2 separate regions of the Sus scrofa genome follow, and region 2 is linked to region 1. Evidence: chromatin contacts called from public Hi-C data. All regions are on one chromosome and are shown on one strand. The core of a region is the stretch at or near the end of the contact, and the rest is flanking DNA. Distances in the headings are between cores, read along the strand shown.

Region 1 (6,801 bases), core at 2,690-5,189:
GTTGGGACAGATTTCTCAGACTGGACACACACACAAAAAAACATTAAATAGAAAAGAAAAATATCAATTAAATTTCATTAATGTTAAAAACTAAAAACTGCTCTAAGGAAGATAAAATTAAGAAATGAAAAGCCAAGCCAGAGACTGAGAGAAAATATTCACAATACATATATCTAACAAAGGACTTTGCTCTTACAAACTTCAATAATTAGAAAACCACTCATTGCACAATTATACCAAAAAAAGGGGGACAAACCAACCATAGAATTACACAGAACCCTTTTTAAAAATACATTGGCATTGGAGTGTTTAAAAAAAAAAAAAAGAAAAAGAAAACCACTCATTAAAAATGTAAAATGACAAAAATGTAAAACGACAGGAGTTCCCGATGTGGCACAACAGGATCAACAGCATCTTGGGAATACTGAGACGCAAGTTCTATTCCCAGCCCTGCACAGTGGATTAAGGATACAGCATTGTCACAACTGCAGCTTAGGTCCAGTCTGCTGCTCAGATCTGATCCCTGGCCTATGCCATAGGATGGCCAAAAAAAGAGAAAAAAAATGTGAAATGACATAAACACTTTACAAAAAAGCTTTACAAACGTTCAATAAGCACATGAAAAGATGGTTAATAGCATTAGTTAACAGGGAAATACATGTAAAACCACAATGAGGAGTTCCCACTGTGGATCAGTAGGTTAAGAACCTGACTAGTCTCCTGTGAGGATGCAGGTTTGATCCCTGGCCTCATTCAGTGGGTTAAGGATCTGGCATTGCAACAAGCTGTGGCACAGGCCAGCAGCTGTGGCTCTAACTTGACACCTAGCCCAGGAACTTCCATATGCTGCGGGTGCAGACGTAAAAAAAAAAACCCAAAAAAACACCACAATGAGTTACCCCTATATACATACCCACTAGAATGTCTAAAGTTAAAAAGATTGATAATTGATAGAGATGCTTTGTTGATGGAAATGCAAAATGGTACAACTGTGACGGAAAACAGTTGGCTATTAAACATACACCTATCGTATAACCTAGCAATTCCACTCCTAGGAATCTACCTAAAAGAAACGAAAATCTATATCCACAAAAAGACTTATGCATGATTGTTCCTAGAAATTTTATTAAGGATAAAAACCAGAAATTACCAAAATGTTCAACAGGTGAAACAAACTGCAGTATATCCATAGAATGCAAAACAAGACCTCAATAAAAAGGAACAAACTATTGGCACATGTATCAATATGGATGAACCTCAAAATATTCTGCAAAATGAAAGAAGCCAGATACAAAGGAGACTACATAGAGTAAATAATTTTTTTTTTTTTTTTTTTTTTTTTTTTTTTTTTGTCTTTTTGCTATTTCTTTGGGCCGCTCCCGCGGCATATGGAGGTTCCCAGGCTAGGGGTTGAATCGGAGCTGTAGCCATTGGCCTACACCAGAGCCACAGCAACGTGGGATCTGAGCCGCGTCTGCAACCTACACCACAGCTCACGGCAACGCCGGATCGTTAACCCACTGAGCAAGGGCAGGGACCGAACCCGCAACCTCATGGTTCCTAGTCGGATTCGTTAACCACTGTGCCACGATGGGAACTCCAGAGTAAATAATTTAATACACATTTATATAAAATTCTAGCACACTCAAAATTAATTTACAGTATGGCATATTATGTAGTGTGTTACCATATTTAAAATAATGAAAAAGGGAGTTCCTGTCATGGCTCAGTGGAAATGAATCTGACTAGTATCCAAAAGGATGCAGATTCGATCCCTGTCCCTTTCAGAGGGTTAAGGATCTGGTGCTGCCATAAGCTGTGGTGTAGGTTGCAGAGGTGGCTCGGATATGGCATTGCTGTGGCTGTAGTGTAGGCCAGCAGCTGTAGCTCCAATTCAACCCCTAACCTGGGAACCTCCGTATGCCATCGGTGAGGCCTTAAAAAGACAAAAAAAAAAAAAAAAAAAAAAAACTGTATAAAGCAAACAAGTGGGACCTGGAGTTAAGGGCAAATGTGCATGAAGATACAAACTTACTGTTTCACAGTGTTTTCTGTGGGTCAGGAGTCTGGACTGAGTTCTTTGTTCAGGGTCTTCCCTGAAATGGAGGTGTCAGCAAGGATGTGATCTCATCTGAGGTTTGGAGTCCTCTTCTAGGCTCATTCAGGTTCCTTGGCAGAATTAGTTCCTAGTGGCTCGTTGACTGTAATTCCGCTTTTCTTGCTGCCTCTCAGCTCTTAAAGGCTGACCTCAGTTCCTAGTCATGTGGCTCTCTCACAGCTTGGAGACTGTTTCATCAAAGCCAACAAAAATGTTTCTTTTGAGGGCTCACCTGATAAGGTCAGGCCCACCAAGGATAGCCTCCCTTTTGACTAACTCAAAAGGCATTAACATATCTGCAAAACTCTTCCATCTATGCCATATAACATAATATAGCCACAGCACTGATATACTATAATTTTCATAAATTCTCCCACATTCCATGGGAAGGAGATTACATAAGGTATGTATACCATGGGAACCTTAGAGGCCACCTAGAATTCTGGCTATGGTCCTCGACAATTCATGACTCTCCCAAAGGGAAAAAAAAACCGTTCACTCCTTTCATGGTTCCCCTCTCATCACATTATAGCATCAGCTCAGACGCCAAGATTTCATCATCTAAATCATTTATATCTGAGCAAATGAGGCTCCTGACTGTATTAAGAGCAGTTCCTTGAAGCACGATGCCCCTTGATGACCTGTGAAACTAAAGAGACTGATGATCCCAACATTCCCATCATTCAATGGTGGGACAGACACAGGACAACATTAGAGACATTCCAGTTAAAAAGTGGGGAAATGGAAGGTACAAATGAGTCACTGGCATATAAAAATTCTGACATCCATTCTGGCAAATGTTGGACTTTTATTAAATTTTAAGATCTGGGAATTAATCTTTCATGGCTCTTAGCTATGCCCTCTAGGCTCTTGCTTCTTTCCTCAGAATCATCTTTCCTTTTTCTTTTCTTTCTTTCTTTCTTTTTTTTTTTTTTTTTCCCTTTTTCGGGTTGCACCTGCAACATATGGAAGTTCATGGGCTAGGGGTCAAATCAGAGCTGCAGCTGAAGCCCACACCACAGCCATGGCAAGACTGGATCTGAGTCGCATCTGTGACTTATGCTGCAGCTTAAGGTAATACTAGATCTTTAACCCACTGAGCGAGGCCAGGGATTGAACCTGCATCCTCATTGATACTAGTAGGGTTCATTACCAATGAGGCACAGTGTGAACTCCCCATCTTTCCTTTTTCATGAAATGTAGTATATGTTTGCAGGTAACTTTATCAGCCTGCTTCCTACCAGTAGAATTTTGCTGGATTTAATAACCTCTGCCGTTTGTTAAAGTAGCACAACACTCCTGATACCAATATCTGTCTTAGATTTTTTTTATTTCTTTTTTTTTTTTTTTGTCATATTGCAGCATATGGACTTCTCTGGCCAGGGATCAGATCCAAGTCATAAACGGGGCAAGGCCAGGACCTTTGATCCCAGCTAAGGATCAAACCTGCATCCAAGCGCTCCAAAGACACTGCCTATCCAGTTGCACCACAGCAGGAATGCTCATCTTAGTTTTCTATTGCAGTATTTAACAAATGACCACATCTTAAAACAACAGACATTTTTTATCTGCGTTTCTATAGATCAGAAATCCAAGCATGACTTACCTGGGTTTTTTGCTTAGGGATACAAACTGGCTGCAATCCAGATATTTCCTGGGGCTAAAGCTTCATCAGAAGTTTTAATGGGGAAAAGATCTGGTTCCAACCTCATTCAGGTTGTTGGCAGATTTCAGGTCCTTGCACCTATACAACATGAGGCCACTGGAGTAAAGGAGGTCTCACAGCAGCTGGCTTCTTCAAGGAAAACAAGAGAGTCTCTCTTGCTCAGTCAGCTGAGATCCAGTCTTCTATAACATAGTATAAAGGAGGGAAGGATATTCCATCACTTTTACATCCCATCATCCTTTTTATATATTATTGGCTAGATGCAAGTCACAGGTTCTGCTCACATCCAAGGGCAGGGGACTATACAAGGGCATGACTCACTGGGGGCCACTTTAGTATGTGTCCACCACATGTTCCTTTGTCTCAGTTACACTCTTCAACCTGAGAAAAACTCCTCATGCCTTTCATATTAGTAGTATCCCATCTTTGGCACAGAGACTGATACACAGGAGCACCAGAGAAATTAAAGCTGCAATTATCAAGCTTTTTATCTCAGGACCCCTTCATGCTGAAAGAGCTTTTGTTTATATAGGCTATACCTACTGATATCTATTGAGCTATTTAAAAATTCACCGAATTCATTAAAAAGTAAAAATAACCTCACTATAAATGAACATGTTATATTTTCACATATTTTTCAAAAAATCTGTGAGGAGAGTAAGATTGCTTTACATTTTTGCAAATCTTTCTAATGTCCAGCTTACTGTTAAGACAGCTGTCTTCTCATTTCTCTTCCACAATCAATTCCACATCATATGGCCTCTGAAAAACTCCTCTGTATTGTATATGCAAAGATTGAGAGTTAAAAAGGCAAATAATGTTATTATGAATACACTGTGACCTTGTCAGCACCCTGCAAGGATCTTGAGGACCTCCTGGAATTCTCGGATCACACCTGGAACCACTGGTTTAAAGTGTCCCAAGCTGAGGAAAGGACGGCACTTTGATTCATTCAAAAAGTACTCATTGAGTGCCTACTCTGTGCTGGGCTCTGCTCGAAGGGAACTAGCTCCAGCAGGCCCCGTCCTCGGGGCACTTAGTAGAAGAAAGCTTAACGACCGCTTCAGTTCACTTCTGAGGGGAGACTTGAGTGATAAAGGACCGCCATGCAGAGATCTGGAGAAACAAGAGTTCCAGACAGAGAAAGAGGCCTCTGAGTCCAGCCGGGGTGGAGAGTGGGCAAAAGGCGCGAGGACTCCAAAAGGTGGGCTGGGCCAGTTGAGGAATTTAGTTTTAAGTCTAAATCTTAGCAGCAAGGAGAGATGTAGGGAATGAGTGGGGCAGCATAAGGAGGCGTGCCAGGAGGCGAGGAAGGTCGCTCATAAGTCAAGCACCCGCTCCTGAGAGCTGGCCAGCTACGCTTCCCTGAGTCGCACAATCTTGCCGAAAGCCTCAAATCGGCTTTACCAGTCGACTAGGGCCGGAAAGCGCGCAGACTACCTGGAGGAATTTTGGGCCTCGGCACCCCCCGTAGACGTCGTGACCGAGGTGGCTCCGTTGCCTTGGTACCGGCGAGACGCCGCTCGGCCTCCACCTCTGCGGACATCATGTCGGTGTTGGACGCGCTTTGGGAGGACCGGGATGTCCGCTTCGATGTGTCCGCACAGTGAGTCGCCAAGATTCCCCAGAGGCCTGGGACCTGTAGAGGGCGCCGCTGCGCGCGGTTTCTAGACTCGCGGGCGGAGCCTGAGACCCCCACCGCTCTCCTCGCGAGGGTGGGAAGAGGTTGGCGCCAGCTGTCCTCATCTCGGGATACCAGAGACTGGCTGGGGCCCTGCGGCCCTCCCGAGGCTGGCGCCACGGCCGGAGCACGCCTAGAATTGTACCCGGTTTCCGCCTCGTGAGATCTCCGGCCCAGTCTTGGCCACGGGGGACCTGTCAGGAAGGTGAACCCAGACACAGCAGGGACCACCTAAGGCTTGTGCGTCCAGCACACCCCAGTGAGCTTGGGGTGCCGGTGTCGCGTGGTGGAAGGAGGGACTCAGGAAACTAGGGTTCTGAAACTAGGTTTAGAATAGAGACACACATTGTGGGTCCTTAGAAAAATGACTTGACCGTTCTAAGCATAAGTCTCCCTGTGAAAACGAGGCAAGTGGGAATAACATTCTCCAAAATTCCTAGTCATGGAAACCTTATTTCCATTATAAGCATATATCTAGTTATTCATCCAAATCACCCACGAGAGGAAGGAGCCTCCTTTTGGAGCCTCTCAAACAGAAGTCCTGCTTTTGGAAATTTTCACGTTTTAAAGAGATAATAGTTAGAAACCTTCTGTCCAAGGTCCGGGGAAAAAAATGACCATTCTAGGTGCTGGAAAACAGTAAAGCTAAGGTGCTTGGGTCAAGGTATGGCACTTTTTAGCTTCTTCTCATTAATCTTTATTATGAACAGAACTTTATTAGATGGAAAATGAAATATTAATTTCCCAGGGTTAGCTGTGGCTAGACATCTAATACATGGTCTTATATCCTTAAAGAAGTTGTGAGGAAAGGAAAATTTACAAAGTTGTAAGCCACAGTTACATATTGCACACATTCTATGACTTTTTCTGCTTTTCTTGAAGTGGTTTTTTTTTTTTTTTTTTTCCTTTTCCCTATCTTTAGTCTTTTTAGGGCTGCACCCTTGGCATATGGAGGTTCCCAGGCTAGGGGTCCACTCAGAACTGAAGCCACAGCCTACACCACAACTCATGGCAATGATGGATCCTTAACCCACTGAGTGAGGCCAGGGATCAACCTGTGTCCTCATGGATACCAGTCAGATTCGTTTCTGCTGAGCCATGATGGGAACTCCTTGAAGCATTCTTGAGCAAAGGTCCAGTTCATGAACTTTTTCAGTTTATTAAACATTTATCAAATGCTTACTGTGTGCCAGTTACTGTGCTGACAGCTAAAGATGCAAAAATAATAGGAAATGATACCTTTTCTTTCCCATTCTAATGCAGGATATACACAGAGAAAACTAACTATAATAATGTGGTAAATACTGTCCTGGAAAAAGCAAAAAGCTAGAGGACCATAGATACAGAAAAGTTTAT
Region 2 (6,801 bases), core at 1,256-3,755, 260 kb after region 1:
AATTTCTATAACCTGTTCAAAACATTGCCATACACACATACATCAGTTTTCTTTGATGTTGAAATATTTTTATAAAAGGATGTAAGAGTAAATAGGTTTAAAAAAACATCCTTGGAGTTCCCCTTGTGGCTCAGTAGTTAACAAACCCAACTAGTATCCATGAGAACACAGGTTCCATCCCTGGTCCCACTCACTGAGTTAAGGATCCAACGTTGCAGTGAGCTGTGGTGTAGGTTGCAGATGTGGCTCCAGATCCTGTGTGGCTGTGGTGTAGGCCAGCAGCTACAGGTCCGGTTCAACCCCTAGCCGGGGAACATCCATATGCTGTGGGTGTGGCCCTAAAAAGACAAAAGACAAAAACAAAATAAAAAATTAAAAAATCCTTCTTTCTCAAAATATAAACTTGGCAACTCTATCAGTTTCTAAAATTGTGAAATTTTACTGATCTGTGAAACTTTTAAGTCTGGGAACTAATAATAGTGAGCAAACATTAACATTAAAACAGAACTTTTTTTGCAGTAAGTTTGTCACCATAATACAGGTACCATTAAGTTCAAGCTAGAATGGGAAAGGAAAAAGCTACATCCACAGTACAGCCTTTAGACACGTATATTCATGATCTACAGACACATATATCCTACCAATGAGACCAGAGAAGAGAACTATTGAGGAGCAGAGCAAAGCTTCTGAGATGGGAAAGATCTTTCAAATACATGAAGGTGTGGAATATGATGTAGGTTAAGCATGAATACTCCACTGCTATCTCCCTGTGGATATCTGAATTCACCAAGGGCTGCTGGGCATCACTGATGTCCCAGGATCCAGAGGTTTTATTAAAAACACAATTACAGGGATGTCTCAGGCTGTCTGTGCTGTTCTAGCGATTGCGGCAGGTATTAGTGACTTTGAAGCTAGTATTTCAAAGAATTAGCACAACCATGTGTATGTGACACACAGGGGTTTCAAACAACTGATTGTTACTTGGGGAAAAAATAAGGATTCTACTATGAAACCCTACAGCCAGAAGACATTAAGGAAATCATTATCTAAAGTGAGATAACTGGTCTTAACCCAGACACAATTTTGTGCCAATTTTTGGTTGGAATTAAAGACTATACATTGGAGTTAAGTGCAGGTATACACATTTTTTCCTTCATTTTCTTGGGGGCGGGGAGGGATTTCTCCTTGCAGATATCCACAACAAATTAATCTACCTGACTCCTCCAATGACTCTGGTAATGTTTATTTATTTTTTTCTGTTTTTGGCCACCTGCTGGCATGTGGAGTTCCCTAGCCAGGGATCAGATCCAAGCCCCAGTTGCAACCTACCCAGCAGCTGCACCACAACACCATATCCTTAACCCACTGTGCCCACTAGGGATCCAACCTACATCCCTTTGTCTCCAAAGCCACCAATGATCCCATGATCCCGTTAGGCCAAAGCTATTCCACAAAGGGAACTCCAGTAATGTTTATTAAATACAAATGTTTTTTTCTGTATTTTTATACTTCCAGTATCAATCTCTCACATCAAGCAATACTGCTGATTTTCAGATCATTTGTTAAAATTGAAATGCATCCTCATCTTTATATAGCACCTATTCTGGATTGTTAAAACTCAAGTCTTTCTGCTACCAACTGTAGTATTTATTTCTAGGGCAAGGAATCCTTGGGCTGGCAATGTGTTGCACTAGGAAATTGATCCTTATTTAGCAAATAATTTACTGAGCTCCCAAGTAGTTCAAGGAACTCTTCTAACTGGGAGTTGTGTAAACAAGACCAGCACATTTTCGCCCTCAAGGAGTTCGAAGTGTAATTAGATTAACAAATACATTAAAAAGATGTCTGACAGTGTTAAGAGGTATGCAGAAAACCAGATAATAAAACGATAGTGTCTTGTACGTGCGTGTCTTTGGCCGCGGTGTCGAGTCCTCTCTAACGCAATAAGTAATCTTAGAGCAACGTCTTTCTAGACGTTGCCGGTATCCAAATAACTGTTCTATTTTCATTACGAAATGAGCAGACAGGACTAACCCGCGAAACAAGGGCGTGAACATCAGCCGCCCTACCTGCAATGTGCGGCCTGGTTGGATACTGTTCTAGAAGTAGCTTGGGCTTTTCGAATCCATCCACTTGTTGCAGGCGACTTTCTAGTTCCTTAAGCCTTAATTTCTTCATTTTTAAAAAAACTGTGCGCTCGAAAGGTTTAACGGCGCTGGATCTGCAGAGAAACTTCACCTGGATCTTCTCCCCAACTCTGATCCCTTGCCCCTTTCGGCGCAGCTGGATGAGAGCCAGTCAGGGAACGCAAGACGCGAAAGGTGCACCAGGCCCAGGCGGTTCCCGCTCTCTTCCCAGCGCCAGCTCCAGGGTATCCCGTACGGATACAGGTGATACACCGGGCAGGAGTGAATAACTGACTGCCTTAGAGACGCGAGAGCTCCTCATGCGGTGGCCCAACACTTCCAGAGGTTGCGCTCGCCTCAGCCGGAAGTGCAGCAACGCACGCGCACACGCATGCGCACACGCACACCCGAACGCTGTAGAGCCGCCTGCTCCCGAGCTGCATCCGCGGCCCTGCGCAAGGGTTACGCCGGCCGGAAGCGCCACCTCCCCCTCCTTCGTCGGGCTGTTTGGGCCGCCGGCAGAGCTCGCCTTTTCCGCAGGCCCCGCCCCGCCGCCTGTTGCGAGGGCCTTACCTTCTCATTTTTCCTTGAGTATCTTGGAGTCCCCAAAGGAAGAGGGTTAGGAAAAGAGTGAAAGTGAGGATGAGAGTCATGGTCACTTTGTTTTAATGCCCACTGTGGCCGGCTCTGCCGCCTCTCAAGGCCCCTCTCAAAAAGTAGCAGCCCACACTCATCTTTGCAGCCTTTGCTGTTTGCATTTTCCTTCTGTTTCCCTCTTTTTAAGTCACTTGTGTCACGTACCTCAACTCTCACAAGGTGTGACGTCAGAGAAGCCCAAACAAAAGAGAATTTAAAGAATAGGAAGTTGTTGGTGTTTCCCTTGTGGCTCATCAGAAACCCAACTAGGATCCATGAGGATGGGGGTACAATCCCTGGCCTGGCTCAGTGGGTTAAAGATCCAGAGGCATTGCTGTAGCTCTGGCGTAGGGCGGCAGCTGTGGCTCTGATTCCACCCCTAGCCTGGGAACGTCCTTGTGCTGCAGGTGTGGCCACAAGCAGACCAAAAAAAAAAAAAAAAAAAAAGAGAGAGAGAGTAGGAAATGGTGTCAAACGCTGGAAAAAAAGTTAGGCTTTCACAGAGTAGGAGCAGAAGTCAAATTGTAGTGGATTGAGGACCCAAGCGTAAGCATTGCTGAAATTTGCTCTGCCTCTATCTCTATGTACAAGCTCCTAAGTCTTTGTCTTTTGAAGTAAAAGACTTTTCCTTTAGGCTTCCTGGCCTCCCCTCAGTCTCAAAAGGCTGACACAAGAGTTAATGATTAGAAAATATTGTTAGAGCTAAAACTAGTTAAAACAATCTCTGTGATATTATGCCCTGCCTTGGCCCACAAGCTTACTCTAACTGGCTTTTCACCTATGATCTCTTGCTTGCTTAACTGCTTTCTTTTACTAATGTTTATTTTCTAGAGTTATATTGCACCTAGTGTTTTATTGCACCTAGTGTTTTCTTTTGTAGTTGGAACCCTCCCTAACACCCCTCCCTGTAAGCAATAGTCTTTCCAGAGAAAAGGTCAAGGAACAATAACCCCTAAACAACCAGAAAACCATCACCGGACCATCTGATGCAGGCCTTTATGACTCTGAAATGATCTACGAAGGGAGAATAATGCAGACACCTTGATCAATAACCCTGTCTTCAGAGTTAAACCTATATTTTTAATTTTTAAATTTTTTGCTTTTTAGGGCCACGCCCTCGGGATATGCAAGTTCCCAGGCTAGGGCTCAAATCAGAGCTACAGCTGCTGGCCTATGCCACAACCACAGTAACGCTGGATTCAAGCGGAGTCTGGGACCTAAACTCCAGCTCACAGCAGTGGCAGCTCCTTAATCCGATGAGCGAGGCCAGAGATCAAACCCACAACCTCGTGGATCTTAGGTTCATTAACCACTGAGCCTTCAAGGGAACTCCCTGAGCTAAACCTGTAAAACCCCTTGCTATCCTCTCTCAAGGCAAGACACAGATTTGAGGAGTTAGCCTGCTGTGGCCTCCTTTGCTTGGCAAAGCAATGAAGCTATTCTTTCTGCTTCACCCAAACCTCTGAAACCTAGTTGGTGCAGTGTACAGAGGCTGCGTTTGGGATACGTGTCCACTGGTGTGGAATAGAAATGTTGAGACAGAGTGTGGGGTGAAGGAGAAAAAAAAAGCTTGTATTGCTTTGTCAGGCAAAGATCACAGCAGGGCACAGACTGTGCCCCACCCCCCATCACTGGGAGAGTATAGGAGGTGGTCTTAAAGTTTTGGAGTGGAAAATAAGGCCACAGGTAAGGATTAGGGTAGATGGAAGCTTGCATTCTTCAAAGCTGGTGTTTAGCAGCCCAAGGACTGGTTCTGGTGGTCTTCCTTCTCTCTCGAATGAAAAATGCTTCATCAAGTAGTTAACATCTTTCATTTGTTGAGGGGAGGGGGGTTAATTCTGAAGAACTCAAATATGGCGTTATGTATAGTCCTTGAGGGAGAACCAGGACCCTGCCCAAGGCTACACTATTTTTCCTGGACTGCTCATTTTTTGTTTCTGATCCACCCCCTTCCCTGATAAGCAGCTATTTGAATCTGCCCTTTGCAATTCTGGGAAAGTCATGGAGGCTGAATGAGGTCTATTTCCTAAAAATAAGAAATGGGGGACACAGAAAGTCTTTAGTGCCCAGGAGCCCCAGAGGGCTCTGCTTGGTTTCAAAAGTCAAAGAAGTAGAAAAAGTAAATGTGAACAATTCTTAAGAAAAGCAGCCACTAAAAGAGGGGTGAGAGTGGTTTATGTTTAGTAAGGTTGGGGGAAGCTTTTTATTTTTTAATAAATTTTTTTTTTTTCTTTTTAGGGCCCCACCTGTGGCCTATGGAAGGCTAGGGGTCAAATCAGAGCTGCAGCTGCCAGCCTGCACCACCGCCACAGCAATGCCAGATCCAAGCTTCCTCTGCAACCTACACCACAGCTCACAGCAACACTGGATCCTTAACCTGCTGATCAAGGCCAGGGATCAAACCCATGTCCTCATGGATACTAGATGGGTTCTTAACATGCTCTGCCACAATGGGAACTCCACTTCTTATTTTTTAATTGATAGGAGGATTCGTAGACTTACCTAAATTCAGACAGAGTAGAGGTAGTAGAAAGGCAGGAGTTTAAAACGCAAGGAAAAGGATATCAGGTGGAGTTAGGATCATAAGAAGGAAGGATTCAGTGTTTCAAGTGAAAGGACTTGCCCTTAATTTGGGGAATGGATCCTTCTTTTCATTATGAAAGGAAGATGAATAGGAGTGGATGGATGAGGATGAAGTAGAGAAGTGGTGTCTGAGGCTGCTCCTTCCTATGAAGAGTAGAATTCAAAGTTATCTGTTATGAGGATTAAATGAGTTCACACAAGTAAAGTTCTTAGCACGTAAAGTAAGTACATAAAGTTCTTTGTCATATAACAAATGCAGATACTTGGTGGCAGTGATGGTGGTGGTATCTATTGAGAGGGAAGAGCTAGAATAAGTAGTTTGAGCTGAATGGATCATCCAGACTAGCTGGATATAGGGAAGGACAATTGACCCAGCTTAGCTAAAGGTGTTTTTTTTTCCCCTATTTTTTTTTAAGTTTTCATTTAATAACTAGTAGATTCATATGGAATCATAAAAAAAGCACATAGAAATCCTGTTTATCTTTTACTCAGTTTCCCCTAGCAATAACATTGTGCCAAACTGTAGTACAGTATCACAACCAGGATATTGACAGATAGTCAAGAGACAGCATTTCTGGGAGTTGCCTGGTGGATCAGCTGGTTAAGGATCTGGCATTGTCATTGCTGTGTCTTGGGTTGCTGCTGTGGCTCAGGTTTGATCCCTGACCCAGAAACTTATGCATGACAGTGAATATGGCCAAAAAAAGGAGGGGGAGACAGCATTTCCATCACCAGGAAGGTCCTTTCCTTTGCACTTTGGTAGCCACACCCACTTCATGCTGCCCCCTACTCCCTGTTTAGCCACTCGAAACTCTAGCAACTACTAATCTGTTCTCATTTTTAGAATCTTGTCATTTCAAATAATTTTATATAAATGGAGTCATACTGTATGTAAACTTTTGGCACTGGCTTTTTTTCTTTTTTTAATTTTATTTTTAATTTAATTTTATTTTTTTTGGTTGCACCTGCAACATATGGAAATTCTCCAGCTAGGGGTCAGATTGGAGCTGCAGCTGGAGCCTACTCCACAGCCACAGCAACACCAGATCTGAGCCAAATCTGTGAACTACTCCTCCCTCTTTTTTAATGGCCACACCTGAGGCATATCAAAGTTCCCAGGCCGGGGACTGAATCTGAGCCACAGCATCTACAGCAAACACCAGATCATTTAACCCCCCTGCCTGGGGCTACGGATTGAACCCCTACCTTTGCAGCTACTGGAGCTGCTGCAGTGGGATTCTTAACTCACTGTGTCACAGCTGGAACTCCAGCACTTGCTTTTTTTTGACTCAGCATAATTTTCTGAAGATAGTTCCAAGTTGATGTGTTTATCAATAGTTTGTTCCATTTTTGGAGTTCAGTTGTGTGTTAAGATCCCAACTAGTATCCATGCGGATGTGGGTTCCATCCCTGGCCTTTCTCAGTTAAGTATCCAACTTTGCTACAAGTTGTGGCT

What was found. A called contact is a pair of places that touch in the nucleus more often than the background predicts.
Region 2: a contact with region 1 is called in a Hi-C map of skeletal muscle, with 4 times the contacts expected there. The contact joins the promoter of METTL5 here to the promoter of BBS5 in region 1. A contact is called at or near these places in 1 of 5 promoter capture datasets (skeletal muscle), 1 of 47 Hi-C or Micro-C datasets (skeletal muscle) and 1 of 2 datasets of contacts at active chromatin or transcription factors (skeletal muscle).

What each region holds. Positions count from the first base shown.
Region 1 is chr15:75,846,921-75,853,721 of Sscrofa11.1, forward strand. BBS5 (Bardet-Biedl syndrome 5 protein) reads left to right here and starts at 3,940. Exons shown (of 11, transcript XM_005671912.3): 1 at 3,940-5,370. The coding sequence starts at 5,312. It overlaps LOC110257198 (a long non-coding RNA gene), which reads right to left and starts at 5,359. Exons shown (of 2, transcript XR_002339480.1): 1 at 5,205-5,359; 2 at 3,434-3,946.
Region 2 is chr15:76,105,857-76,112,657 of Sscrofa11.1, forward strand. METTL5 (methyltransferase-like protein 5) reads right to left here and starts at 2,506. Exons shown (of 6, transcript XM_005671924.3): 1 at 2,070-2,506. The coding sequence starts at 2,178.